Linked DNA regions of Zea mays: region 1 is linked to region 2. A link is a contact called in public Hi-C data. All regions are on one chromosome and are shown on one strand. The core of a region is the stretch at or near the end of the contact, and the rest is flanking DNA. Distances in the headings are between cores, read along the strand shown. Region 1 holds the start of LOC100382537. Region 2 holds the start of LOC100285412 (dynamin-related protein 1A).

What was found. A called contact is a pair of places that touch in the nucleus more often than the background predicts.
Region 1: a Hi-C map of leaf shows a contact between it and region 2, with 6 times the contacts expected there. The contact joins the promoter of LOC100382537 here to the promoter of LOC100285412 in region 2. A contact is called at or near these places in 5 of 25 Hi-C or Micro-C datasets (ear, leaf and tassel).

Annotation. Positions count from the first base shown.
Region 1 is chr6:175,139,554-175,146,910 of Zm-B73-REFERENCE-NAM-5.0, reverse strand. LOC100382537 reads right to left here and starts at 1,463. Exons shown (of 5, transcript NM_001175271.2): 1 at 1,177-1,463; 2 at 1-567. The coding sequence starts at 1,184.
Region 2 is chr6:174,954,486-174,961,721 of Zm-B73-REFERENCE-NAM-5.0, reverse strand. LOC100285412 (dynamin-related protein 1A) reads left to right here and starts at 5,519. Exons shown (of 16, transcript NM_001158305.1): 1 at 5,519-5,849; 2 at 6,333-6,396; 3 at 6,485-6,589; 4 at 6,923-7,024. The coding sequence starts at 5,721. LOC103630712 (tetraspanin-6) reads left to right here and starts at 2,847. Exons shown (of 2, transcript XM_008651761.3): 1 at 2,847-3,583; 2 at 3,821-4,130. The coding sequence starts at 3,129. The coding sequence ends at 3,830. LOC103630711 (tetraspanin-6) reads left to right here and starts at 1,188. Exons shown (of 2, transcript XM_020539650.2): 1 at 1,188-1,603; 2 at 1,841-2,024. The coding sequence starts at 1,335. The coding sequence ends at 1,850.

The DNA.
Region 1 (7,357 bases), core at 214-2,713, 190 kb before region 2:
CCGGAGCCGGAGCGCGGAGGGAGAGACGAGACGGAGCGGAGGTTGGACCCGCGGGTGTAGGGCGCCGCGCTCGGGGGCGGCATCAGCTTGTCCACCGCCGGGGACGACGAGCGCCGCTGGATCTTGCCGCCGGCCTGCCGGTGCTGCGGCGACGGGGACGCGGAGTCTCGGCGGCAGCGCATGCGCTTGTTCTGTCCCCACTGGAGCAGCAATTCGCCGGTTCCGGTGGAGCTCGGGGAGGCGGGGTCGGAGTGGTCGGAGGAGGCGCCGTGGCTGTGGCCATGGCCGTGGTCGTGGTCGCGAACAGGGCTCTTGGTCGCGGCGACGGCAGCGGTGGCCGCCGAGGTAGGCGCGGGCTGCGCCGGCGGCGCGCGGGCGCGCGCCTTGGACTCGAGCGACGTCGAGGCCAGGAACGCCGCGAGTCGGGAGCTGTCGGTGGCGACGGCCGGCGCCACGTCATCCTTGCTCGATCTGGGCGGCGGCGTTGCAGGCTTCTTGCTCGCGCCGCCGCCGCCGCTCCCGATGCCATTGGGCAGCGGGAGGCCATCTGAGCTAGGCCTCGGGTATCTGCAGCGGAATCAATCAAACGGAGCTCGAGTCAGCGGCTGGATCGAGCAAGAGGGATGTCCAACACCTGGAACAATGGGTGGAAGGAACGGCAAAACCACGTCTTCCTGCGTGAATTCGGAACCCCAGAAATCAGAACCCTCGCAAACCGGACTCCACGCGGAACGAACGGTTCGGAGATCTGTGTAGCGGAATCAGCCCAGAACGCGAGCGGAGAAATTCAGAACGAAAAACCTGCAAATATATGAGAACCCAGCCGAGACTAGCGAAGAAGCAGAAGAGATTGGTAAGACAGAGACTGCGAGACGCGAGAACAACTGGACCGCAGATCAAACGGACCCTCGAGGAGCCTTGCGGAGAGAAGGCGGCGCAGAGAGCAGTTGGGGACTGCGAACACGCCACGAAACGGAGAAACTTCACAAATCAGCCCGGCAGGACCCGGAACGCCGCGTCAACAGACACCGACAGCGGAAACGAGAACGCAAATTCGCGGCTTTGGTCCCAGGGAAGACACGCCGTGCGCACGAGAACACCAGGAAACGCCGAACACATCGCTGCAGCGGCAGCGGCAGGCGAGCGCCGAGCGGGATTGGGGGTGGATTCGCGTACCTCATCATGTTCAATGCCGACGCGGCCTTCGCCGGGCTCGACGAGGCCACGTCCCGAGCACTTCGCCGGGCTCGAATCGGCGTCTTCAACTCCTCCGCCGGTGCTGGTTCTACAATCGCCGGTGCACTTCTTCCTCTCTCCAGGCTCGTCGTCTTGCTCTACAGATCAAACGTATCGGCCGACCAAACCAACAAGAGGCCGCAGGGAACGAGGGTTCTTGCGAAATCTGACGGCGAGTGCAGAACAGGGAGGAGCGGGGGGCCGGAGAGCGCAAAGCAATGGCGAGGAGGAGGAGCAGAGCCTGGAGGGTGAAGGGCCCGGCCGAGGCTTTATCGTTTCCACTCTACCGGCAATGCCCTCCACTCTTGGCCCATATTCTCGCCTCTGCCACCTCTATGCCCAAACAGGAGTACACTTGCGAGGCAGTGGTACGCCTGTGGTAATCGTTAACGCTGATGGGCATTCCCGTAATGCTGTTGGCAAGTATGCGTTGAGATTGAGGGATTAGGGATACGCCCACCATAGCAAAGCACTACTAGTAGCAGACACAACGTCACTCGGCGTCTGACAGGTGGGCCACGCATCGATACCATGTAGCCCTGTTTTAGCTGACGAACGTGATCTGATCACTGCAGAAGTGGACGGCGATCTCTGCTCCAAACTTGGCAACAACTGGGCACGGTGCGCCCCGGGCTACCTAACCAGACCGTGACTCGCTGACGTGCGGGGTCGGACTCGGACGATGTTGACCACGGGCACGGGATTGTTGGCGGACGGGTGGGATTCGATTGCGTCCACCACCCACCATGTCAGACCGAGGGGGTTATGTGAAGCTACAACGAGTGGACGCGGAGTAGGGTTGAAAACGGACGGAAAAAATCCCGTCCCGACCCGTACCGTTTTCTACATTTGACCCGACCGTTTCCGTATTTACGGAAAAATATGGAAACGGGACGGAAATGGGAGAGGGCTTATTCCGTCCGTTTTTGCGGGATCCCGTTTTTTTCCGGATTGAACCCGTATTTATTCCGTATTTGATAAATATGGGACGAGCCTAATATGCATTAGTATATAAACTAAATCCTCGTGTATTTAGGTGACAAATTATAGCACAATTGGGCATTGTAACCACCGGCTCTTTTTAAATAACAAGTGATCTAAAGTCTTAAACAACATCAGATGTAGCTAAATGTACACATTTAACAACCAAACAACAATAGAATGTTGTCTCTCTATATCTATTTGTTTTATGTTATTGTTCTGCCAATCAATCACTAGTCAAACATCAATAACATTTCTATTTGTATTAAATTATGAGTTTCCGTTAGTATTTCCGTTTCCGTTCGTTTTCGCAATTCCGTTTATCCCGCTCCCATTTCCGTTCCCGACTATTCCGGACCTGATCCCGTTTCCGATGATAAAATGCGGATACGGAAATGGGAGAAGGGTTTTTCCGTCCGTTTCCGTCCGTTTTCATCCCTAACGCGGAGCGCGTGACGGCGTGAGGTGGCGCGGTTGCCCGGCCGGCGGCCGCTGCCGCTGCCGCTGTGTTTACACAAAAACGCTGGCTTGTAGTGTTTTTTTAGACTTGCTATTACATGCAGTGCAGGAGATCACACCATCAGTACAGGGTTTAGCAGCATTAAAGAGATGAATGATTATCTTTTCAGCTCATAAAACGGGAAAACAAGATGACTATGCTTATTGGGTTTATGGATCTAGTGTAACTAGTTTGAACACATGTATCATATAGATTTTAACTTCACTCGTCTACATGGTTTCTCTTGTCAATGTCGAAAGACATGTAGCGGACTAGTGGTTGTTGTTGTAGTTTTCATGCATGGAGTTATGGAGATGATGTAGCTAAACCATCTTAAACATTCTAGTTATTGCCAAAAAAGGCCTAGTCAACCCATAACTTGGTGTAGCGTAGTTGGACTGTTAGTTCACGTGTTGGTCTCGTCCACCTCATCGACGTCGAGTGGTACATGCTTGTTGATGTAGAATAGTTGACTTAGCTAGAACATTAGCTCGCTTGTTAGATTGGGCCACTTGTAACCTAAAAAAATAATCGATGCTACTACAACAATAACGGAAATAATCGATGCTACAACAAAAACTACAACTAAATGTGGTAGTCCCACGTGCAACTTTATTTAATAAAGCATCACCCTTCCTTTCTTTTCACGTGTTTCCTTAATCAATCAACAACTCATTCGATTCCTATTCTTATTAAGTATCTTATATAAATGGTGGGAACAAGAAAGTATATTCTTCATCTATCGATTGCAGTATGTATGATTTCTTCTCGAACTCCTGCTTATGTATCACCCCACATTAATAGGGAAAGAGACGTATATGCTCTAAGGCAATCATACTTCTACCAACATAGTTACATCATTTTGTGGGCAAGCTTCAACTTAAAGGTCACCTATTTTGTCACTAGTTAGAGGAGTAGTAACAGTTGTTGGGAAACACCATTACCATCCATGGGAGGTTGAATAAAAACATAAGTAGTAGGAGCATGGCATTGGGAAAAAGATAAAATCGATCTAGCTCTAGCAACAAAGCAGTAGTCAAGCCACTCCATGTCGTCCAAGACTTTCCCCTTAGAGCACACCATGAGATGCTTTATGAACAACACCTCTGTTTAGGGCTGGAACGAGCCGAGCCGAGCAAAGCTCGGCTTGGCTCACAAGCCACACTCTGCTAAATATTATTGCAATATAAAATAAATAAAAGTATATAAATGTGGAATATACAAACAACATTCAATATTATGAGTAATCTAAATTATGAAATGTCATAAATTCATCATCAAAAGCTAAGAAATGATGCTATTATCAATAGAATTATCTAATATCCATTGTTATTTTATAGATTAATTAATTTGGCATAGCTTGCGAGTCGGCTCGTGAGCCTGATCGGCTCGTCTCGCTCCTTCGAGAGTCGAGTCGCTCCGAGCTCGAGCCGGCTCACGAGCCTTGAGTTTTTTTTCCGGCCCTACCTTTGTTCAATGTTGATACCTATCACGTTCCATGGTTAATGATTCTCTTCCTTTTCCACTCTTTCTTCATCATGCAAGACATTTTTCTGACATAATTCTAGTGGTTATTTGTCCAATTGATCTTGGGTAGTGAACTAATGACATCGATCCTCCAAGACCAATAGTTTTCATAGCCAAATTTATTGAAGCTATTCCCTCGCATGAATCACAACTTTCTGGATGCACTCTTGAACACCATGGTGCAAGATATAGAAAAACTTATATCTAGGTTGATCTAATCGAACCCACCCAACGCGGGCATGTGCATCAACCTATTCTTTGTAGTTTACGACATGGTTACCCACACTATAGCCTCTGACATCTACTTCTAAAAGGGAAAGTGATGGGATTACTTAGAGACCAGTAGATATACTAGATCGAGAAGAAGAAAAGAAAGCACAATTATACTAGGTTCCACTCGACGTGATCGAGTGTTGCTTTGTTATCTTTTTTCGTGTAGCGAGTCAAGTTGCTAGTTAACCTTATTGAGGTTGGTTGCTATGATGTATTGAAATTCAACGTCTCCTACATCTTCTAATTAAGGAAGACAATTAGCTTTTTTGATGGCTATGGAAAACCTATGGGACCTATGCATACCTCATATGAGTTTATGAGCTCCTCCCATTCAAAGATAGCCACGACTCCTATCTGGTTACTGTGTTAAACAATTCATTCCTCTCAATGCATCCCTATGGTAAAGACCTAGTCATATTGAAAGTCGCCTAGAGGGGGGGTGAATAGGGCGAATCTGAAATTTACAAACTTAATCACAACTACAAGCCGAGTTAGCGTTAGAAATATAATCGAGTCCGAGAGAGAGGGTGCAAAACAAATCGCAAGCGAATAAAGAGTGTGACATACGGATTTGTTTTACCGAGGTTCGATTCTCGCAAACCTACTCCCCGTTGAGGTGGTCACAAAGACCGGGTCTCTTTCAACCCTTTGCCTCTCTCAAACGGTCCCTCGGACCGAGTGAGCTTCTCTTCTCAAATCAATTGGGAACCAAACTTCCCGCAAGGACCACCACACAATTGGTGTCTCTTGCCTTGCTTACAATTGAGATGATCGCAAGAAAGAATGAAAGAAAGAAGCAATCCAAGCGCAAGAGCTTAAAAAAACACAACAAATCTCTCTCACTAATCACTAAAGCCTTGTGTGGAATTGGGAGAGGATTTGATCACTTTGGTGTGTCTTGTATTGAATGCTTAGCTCTTGTAAGTAGTTGGAAGGTGGAAAACTTGGATGACTTGAATGTGGGGTGGTTGGGGGTATTTATAACCCCAACCACCAAACTAGCCGTTTGGTGAAGGCTGCAGTCGACGGGCGCACCGGACAGTCCGGTGCGCCACCGGACACTGTCCGGTGCGCCAGCCATGTCACCTGGCCGTTGGGTTCCGACCGTTGGAGCTCTGACGAGTGGGCCCGCCTGGCTGTCCGGTGGTGCACCGGACAAGTCCTGTAGACTGTCCGGTGTGCCACCTGCGCGTGCACTGCTCCTCTGCGCGCGCAGGCGCGCATTTAATGCGTTGCAGTCGACCGTTGCGCGCGAAGTAGCCGTTGCTCCGCTGGCTCACCGGACAGTCCGGTGTGCACCAGACATGTCCGGTGAATTTTAGCGGAGCGGAAATCCGAAGCTGGCGAGTTCAGAGTTGCTCTCCCTTGGGGCACCGGACATTGTCCGGTGGTACACCGGACAGTCCGGTGAATTATAGTGAAGCGCCTCTGAGAATTCCCGAAGGTGCGAAGTTTAGCTTGGAGTCCCCTGGTGCACCGGACACTGTCCGGTGGTGCACCGCACACTGTCCGGTGGCACACCGGACAGTCCGGTGTGCCAGACCAGGGCACACTTCGGTTGTCCCTTGCTCTCTTTGTTTGAACCCTTTTCTTGGTCTTTTTATTGGCTTTTTGTGAACCTTTGGTACCTGTATAACTTATAGACTAGAGCAAACTAGTTAGTCCAATTATTTGTGTTGGGCAATTCAACCACCAAAATCAATTAGGAAATAGGTGTAAGCCTAATTCCCTTTCACATATTCTGTTTAGAATTTTCTAGTTGCAGAAAAGCAATGGAAAGGAACATATTAGCTAGTTCAACTAAATCTGGACATAGAGAACCGGACTATAAAATGAGCTGTAGTTTATGAACCAGTACATTATTGTTTTCCTAGTCTAGTAAGTCAAATGGTCCAGCCAGTCAAGTAGTAGTGATCAAATAAGCACAATTGTTAGTGCTAAGCATATTCAATCCTTCGGTTTAAAGTTAAGATCACAAGCTAGTTATGAGAATAAGCTCTTCAACCTAGTTTTATCTTACAAACTACTACAAAATCCACTTTTCTCATATTTGCAAATTGCATATCTTAATCTTAATAGGATGTTGGCTAAAATAAGGGAGATATCATATCCAAATATGCGATGCAAGATGATTCACGATGAATGGCCAAAAGGAAGGTTAGAAAGTGTGCCCTTGGTTGGGTTATGACCTACACACTTAGATTGAGTCATCGATGTTATAAGAGGTAGTGGTCAGTCCGCGCAAATTAAGCCATAATGCCATATATTGAAAAAAAGCAAAACATGGTGCTAACATGGTAAAAATGAATATGAAATCTGTCTTTATAACTCTATGCTTCGTATCAAAATATCTCCCCTCAAAACAATTTGTTCTAATATAGTAGGGAAATCAATGCTTAAACCATATATAGGCTATGGAAACCTAGCGCTAGATAAATGCATATATAGAGGTATGTACAAACTCTACTCTAGAAGCACGAATAATAGGAGACTTGCCTTGTGAATGAGAACTGGGATCAGCGCCGCCATCGCCCTAGCCTCCCCCATCCATTGCCAACGCCACAACACCTGCGATCAACACCACCACCGCCCCAGCCCCATGCATGCGCCTGCCTGCACGAACACCGGTGCCCCTGCCCCCGCTCCTCTGTGCCGTCGTGACCTTCCTGCGATTCACGACCTTCTTCACGCCGCTCGTGGCCTCCACCTCCCTCTTCCGCGCGCGCACGGTGGCGTGTTCGGTGCCATGGAGTGGGGCACGACCAAGGAGGGTATGGATGTTGTGCTCGCAGGCGGTGAGAGGAAGGTCGAGGCCAGGTTCCTACAGATGATTGGCGAGAC
Region 2 (7,236 bases), core at 4,270-6,769:
TTTGGTTGTTTGTATTAGTACGTTTAGGCCACATATAGTTAGTGTTTGGTTGCTTGTACTAGAGAAGAGTACATAAATAAATATTTAAATTTTATATAGCATGAGTAGCCTAGTTTTGTTCATAAAAATCTTGCGAACATAAATATAAAAAGTATTCGATGATTAAATCTTTTAATCAGAAAATATAATAAAAAAATAAATAAAAATGTGCTCGTTTTTTCGTGCACGCGCTCCTACCCAGCTATTAGGTGTATGCGCTTAGCCTGGCTGAGGTCTCTTATTTGCACGCCGCCAATCTACATGCGTTCATGTCTAAACCAAACAAACATTGCTTTGTGTATCCGCGGCTGTAACTTTCCTACCCATACACCCAACCAAACACATGGATAATAACGATTTTTAGGTCGTCAAATTGAACTTCTTGATACTAAGAACCTATTTTAATGCACTAGAGCCGGTTAGTGATTAAAATTAGTTAGAGACATTTAAACAATTCAAATAATAGTTCAGCTATTAACTTCTAGCTGGAGACATCTAAACACCTCCTATTGGCTACACCCTCAACCATACATCATTTAATCGTTAGTTAGCTAATTTCACTAGTAATTTTTAGCTAACTAATTATTACCTTTAGGTCCCGTTTGAATCCTTAGAAATAAACTCCATTATAATAATCTCAAATTAGATATATATCAATTAAGCTAATATGGTTTTATAGATAATATATGTGTATATTACTATTACTATTGGTCATATGAAATAGATATTTATGTGATATTTCTATATATTAAAGCCGAACAGAAACGGCAACGATGAGACCATCCACGTCGTCAAATTTTTTTTGAACCGTCCGATCGTCAATCACCGGTTGATGTCTCCTCTCGCTCGTAAAGCTCTCCGCTCAAAGCTCCACGGACGGAAACTGACCTCCGCGACGCTTCCAGAACCAGCGCCTCATCTCCTTTCCCCCCTGATACGACGCTTCCTCTCCCCCTTCTGGGCAGCGACGCCTTGGGGAGCCGCCGCCGCACGCCCTGGCACCAGCGCCCCCGGTGCCTGGAGCAGTGCAGGGAGGAGGAGCGGGAGAAGCGGCAAGAGCGGAGCAGGCACGAGGCCGACGACCGCAGCGGCGAGGGCTCGTCGGAGGATGAGCGCGAGCGCGAGCAAGGAGAAGGAGGAGAAGCAGAAGGACCGGCGGTCGTACGTGTTCGACCGGCGCAGCCTCCGACGAGCGCGAGCGCGAGCAGGAGAAGGAGGAGAAGCAGAAGGACCGGCGGTCGTACGAGCAGTCCGGCTCCTGCAAGCCGCCGACGGCGTGCCAGTACAGCGGAGGCATGCCAGTCGGGGCGCAGGACGAGGACTCCTACCGGTGGAACGCCCCGGACATCCTCTGCTACCGGTGCGACTCGTGCAGGGCCGGCGTGATGGAGCAGGTGCGCCAAGACTGGCACAAGATCTTTGTGCTCGACGTCGCCGTGCTCGCCGCTCTCGTCTGCATCTGCTCATGCGGGTGTTGTGCCTTCAGGAACGCTCGCCACTCCCGGTCCCAGTACCCATACGGGGTAAACCAAACGTCCAAGATAAACCCACGCTGGGACTACTGGTACTCTAAGATAGAGAGTTCTGTTGTTTACTCTCTCTGCTTTCCCATTTATCGCCTCTTATTGTTTGTAGAGTAAAATTTAAAATAGGAGATGTGATTAGTAGGACCGCTGAAGATAACCTTATTGGGCAGTAAACAATCCCATGACCAAAACAAAACATGAATCTATGTGCTTTTATGCCTGTTTGTTTTCTATGGTTTTTAACGCTGCTTTATATGTGCTTTTTTTTGCTGTAGGTGGCGATGATGGGGTGGTAGAAGAGAACAGATCTACTAGGCTAGTTGTAGCTTCTCAATGCCTGTATGATATTTTGATCCAATCTTCTGTGGTAAAAGATAAAATAACACTTGGGATCTGTATGTGTTATTAGCCCCTGTGGTACTCTATTTGTTTCCAGGTCTGCAGAGTTTAGTTTCTATAGATATTTGAGTTAAGAGGAGACTAAGGGGGTGTTTGGTTTCTAGGGACTAATGTTTAGTCCCTAGATTTTATTCCATTTTAGTGTATAAATTGCTAAATATAGAAACTAAAATAAAGTTTTAGTTTCTATATTTGGCAATTTTGAAACTAAAATGGAATAAAATCTAGGGACTAAACATTAGTCCCTAGAAACCAAACACCCCCTAAGCCATGAAGTAAAAGAGATGCCTAGTTTTTTTCCCCTTCAATATGGTAGCCAGCATTGTATCATGTAGAATTTTAATCCAGGACAGAAGTGGTTCCATGTATATGGGGGAAACCAAACCACACAAGAAGCTATCAGTTATGCCTGTTCTACTGTTGGTGTGGCTTCTCTATCTCATTAGGTACTGTCTTCTGGACATAACTTATGATGTGATTACACTGGATTCCTTTACACTGAAGTCAAATCGGGGGCAGGCTATTCAGCAATGTTTCAGAGACATGTTCACTGGAATTCCGACAGCAGCCCATTTTTGGCACATAAAACAAAATACACAGACAAAAAAACAGAGAGAAAATCTCATACAGGCATAATAACTCACGGTGATCATCTATTATTGGCATTGATTGTCGCAGAACATATTCACATTGACCTGTTATTGGTCGCAAAACTGGTATCAGGTATGGTACAGCAATTTGTTTTCAATCGGAGTAACACAGTCCATCCACGTCGTCAAAATTTTTTTGAACCATCCGATCGTCAATCACCGGTTGATGTCTCCTCTCGCTCGTAAAGCTCTCCGCTCAAAGCTCCACGGACGGAAACTGACCTCCGCGACGCTTCCAGAACCAGCGCCTCATCCCCTTTCCCCCCTGATACGACGCTTCATCTCCCCCTTCTGGGCAGCGACGCCTTGAGGAGCCGCCGCCGCACGCTCCGCTCCTCCCTGCACCTCATCCCCTTCCCCTGCTCCCCCTCACACGACGTGCGGCGGTGCGAGGACCGGCCCTGGCACCAGCGCCCCCGGTGCCTGGAGCAGTGCAGGGAGGAGGAGCGGGAGAAGCGGCAAGAGCGGAGCAGGCACGAGGCCGACGACCGCAGCGGCGAGGGCTCGTCGGAGGATGAGCGCGAGCGCGAGCAGGAGAAGGAGGAGAAGCAGAAGGACCGGCGGTCGTACGTGTTCGACCGGCGCAGCCTCCGACGAGCGCGAGCGCGAGCAGGAGAAGGAGGAGAAGCAGAAGGACCGGCGGTCGTACGAGCAGTCCGGCTCCTGCAAGCCGCCGACGGCGTGCCAGTACAGCGGAGGCATGCCAGTCGGGGCGCAGGACGAGGACTCCTACCGGTGGAACGCCCCGGACATCCTCTGCTACCGGTGCGACTCGTGCAGGGCCGGCGTGATGGAGCAGGTGCGCCAAGACTGGCACAAGATCTTTGTGCTCGACGTCGCCGTGCTCGCCGCTCTCGTCTGCATCTGCTCATGCGGGTGTTGTGCCTTCAGGAACGCTCGCCACTCCCGGTCCCAGTACCCATACGGGGTAAACCAAACGTCCAAGATAAACCCACGCTGGGACTACTGGTACTCTAAGATAGAGAGTTCTGTTGTTTACTCTCTCTGCTTTCCCATTTATCGCCTCTTATTGTTTGTAGAGTAAAATTTAAAATAGGAGATGTGATTAGTAGGACCGCTGAAGATAACCTTATTGGGCAGTAAACAATCCCATGACCAAAACAAAACATGAATCTATGTGCTTTTATGCCTGTTTGTTTTCTATGGTTTTTAACGCTGCTTTATATGTGCTTTTTTTTGCTGTAGGTGGCGATGATGGGGTGGTAGAAGAGAACAGATCTACTAGGCTAGCTGTAGCTTCTCAATGCCTGTATGATATTTTGATCCAATCTTCTGTGGTAAAAGATAAAATAACACTTGGGATCTGTATGTGTTATTAGCCCCTGTGGTACTCTATTTGTTTCCAGGTCTGCAGAGTTTAGTTTCTATAGATATTTGAGTTAAGAGGAGACTAAGCCATGAAGTAAAAGAGATGCCTAGTTTTTTTCCCCTTCAATATGGTAGCCAGCATTGTATCATGTAGAATTTTAATCCAGGACAGAAGTGGTTCCATGTATATGGGGGAAACCAAACCACACAAGAAGCTATCAGTTATGCCTGTTCTACTGTTGGTGTGGCTTCTCTATCTCATTAGGTACTGTCTTCTGGACATAACTTATGATGTGATTACACTGGATTCCTTTACACTGAAGTCAAATCGGGGGCAGGCTATTCAACAATGTTTCAGAGACATGTTCACTGGAATTCCGACAGCAGCCCATTTTTGGCACATAAAACAAAATACACAGACAAAAAAACAGAGAGAAAATCTCATACAGGCATAATAACTCACGGTGATCATCTATTATTGGCATTGATTGTCGCAGAACATATTCACATTGACCTGTTATTGGTCGCAAAACTGGTATCAGGTATGGTACAGCAATTTGTTTTCAATCGGAGTAACACAGTCCGAATCACAAAGTGAAAAAAGGTGCCAAAGGCTTATTGGACGGTTGGACCAGATGTGTCTCCAGTTCTGAAATAATCTGTGTTTTGAAAAAAGCCATGTATCCTGTGATCCATGTCCATTTAGAAGGGTCTAGCAAGGAACATGCCGGAAAGAATGGTTGTCTTGTTCAATAGGGTGTACCTAGTGTTCCATGTCTTTCCAAAATGAAAATTTTTCCAGCAATTAAGGGGGCTCAACTTGGTGCTTAAATCAGTTGTCAGTGCTAATTTTTTATAGCTCAGTGGATTATGAAAAAGCTGATTTGAAGATGAAATCCCAGCTCCATAAGTTTTGTTAAGGTAACACTAAACCTAACTTACTTTTATTTTGTCCTTACAGGTCTACATGCTTCTAAGTTTCTTTTGTTTTTCAACCAGACTTACTTCAACCGCTTATTTCTTTAAAATAGACATAATTGCTATTTTTTCTAAATGTTCTATACACAAGCTTTCTAAATGTTTGCTACACAAGATTACTCTACAGGATTACTGAATGTTTTCTACGCGCGCGGGACGCGCGCTTAAGTTACTAGTATTTCTATTAAAAAGGAGCGAGCAGAAGAGCGTGTCATATGTTGCAAAATAAAACAAAGATCAGTGATGCATAAAAACAATTTCCATATATGTCCTATGAAAACAATTTCCATATATGTCCTATGAATATAGGATAGGCTTATATCTAAGCTTTAGAAAATGGTAAAATATTAAATTCCAAATCAAACTAAGTAAAATTTAATTTCTTCAGATGAAGGAGACGACTCCTTTAGTGCATTCAAACATAGAGCTAGATCAGCTGAAACTCAAGTCTGGAAATCAAATCTACTGAAACTCTACCTGAAGAGAGCATCCCAACATGGCAACATAGAGCTAGATCAGCTGGCAGCCCACCACGCTGCTGGTACGACACAGACCACGTTCAATTCAAAACCCAAATCAACTCCGACGCTCCCAGACACCAGACCACCGTCGCTCGCTCGCCTGCACAACCTCTCCATCCAGGCCACAGCTCGAGACCAACGACCGACGCCTAGACGCGGCTGGGCGGTCGGCCTCACCTCGTTCCCCCGCCTCCCTTCTTCCTGCTCCGCGTCTCGATCTCGACTCCCCCGCCGCGTCGCGCGACCCGGCCAGATCTCGCCCACCCTGCGCCGCGGCCATGGATAACTTGATCACCCTCGTCAACAAGCTGCAGAGGGCTTGCACGGCTCTCGGAGACCACGGAGAGGAGAGCGCCCTCCCGACGCTCTGGGACTCGCTGCCGGCTATCGCCGTCGTTGGAGGACAGGTGCCCTTCTTCCCTTCCCGGGCACGTTTTTTCGCGTTGGTTCTGATTGGATCTGGTGCTGTCGCCCCAGCTTCGTGGGTGTGGATCTCGCGGGTTGCTGGTGGAACCGCGAGGGTTAGTTGTTGATGCGGCTTGGCGGTGCTTGGATCTGCAATACTCGGACTCGTAGTGCAGGAAGTTGGATTTGGGTCGCTTACATGTTTGCATCTGGAGCGGTTTTGATGCGCCCAGGCCCAGCCACCCGCTTGATTGATTAATTGCTGAGTTCCGCACTCCCGTCTGGTTGGGAAGCTAGTCCACTAGTGACTTAGTGTGATCAAGTACGGATGCGAGTATGTTCATTGGATGTTTGCGTGATGAAAATCGTAGTTCGATGCTATTTTTCAAAATGGATTCGTGCTCTCGTGAACATCTATAAGCTCGTTTCGATTTCTACATGCATTCAAATAATGTCGCAGTTTGACGTTTGAATTTTGCTGACAGAGCTCTGGTAAATCATCTGTGTTGGAGAGCGTGGTTGGGAAGGATTTCCTACCGAGGGGTTCAGGTACTTTTGTAGCAAGGAGTATTTGCGGTGAATCCCAGTGCTACTTCTTGTTTAGGTGTTCTGATTGTGGCTGGAATGGTATCTGCAGGCATTGTAACCCGGCGGCCGCTGGTGCTGCAGCTCCACAGAATTGATGGTGACAGGGAATATGCAGAGTTCATGCATCTTCCGAGAAAGAGATTTACAGATTTTGGTAATTCATCTGCTCCTTTCTACTTTTGGAGCTGCATGATTCATGACTGATGAGATAGTATTATATAAAACTATATTGTCACTTATGGTTGAGGACTGTTCTATAGTTGAATTTCGTGTTGCTAATGGAAACATCCTTTCTATATTATTATTTTAATTATGCTATCATACTAGCTTCTGGTTTGCTGTTTTTTCCTTAAACATGAACTAACACACACACTTGCTTTATGGGAAATGGTCTTCAATGCTAAACCAGAATTGTCTGAATTTTAAATTGTATAAACTCAGTTTATCAAATGATACTTGGTACATAATGGTAGTTGTATTCTTGCAGCTGCTGTGAGAAAGGAGATAGCTGATGAAACTGACCGAGAAACAGGCCGTTCAAAGCAAATATCAACTGTCCCTATCCATTTAAGCATATTTTCTCCCCATGGTAAGATGCAAACTCTTGAAGGGTACATTGTTACCGTCGCATTATCACATCTCAACTGTCCTCTTCCTAGTGAGTGTTGTTTGTTGCAAAGGATTTAAGGGTTCCTTTAGCTTGTCGACTCTGCTGTAGGTTGGGCAGCCGTACCACATTTGAACCGTGTTGTGTGGTTTATCTGATATAGTTCCGTGTCCCTTTTTTTGTGTGTGTGTTTG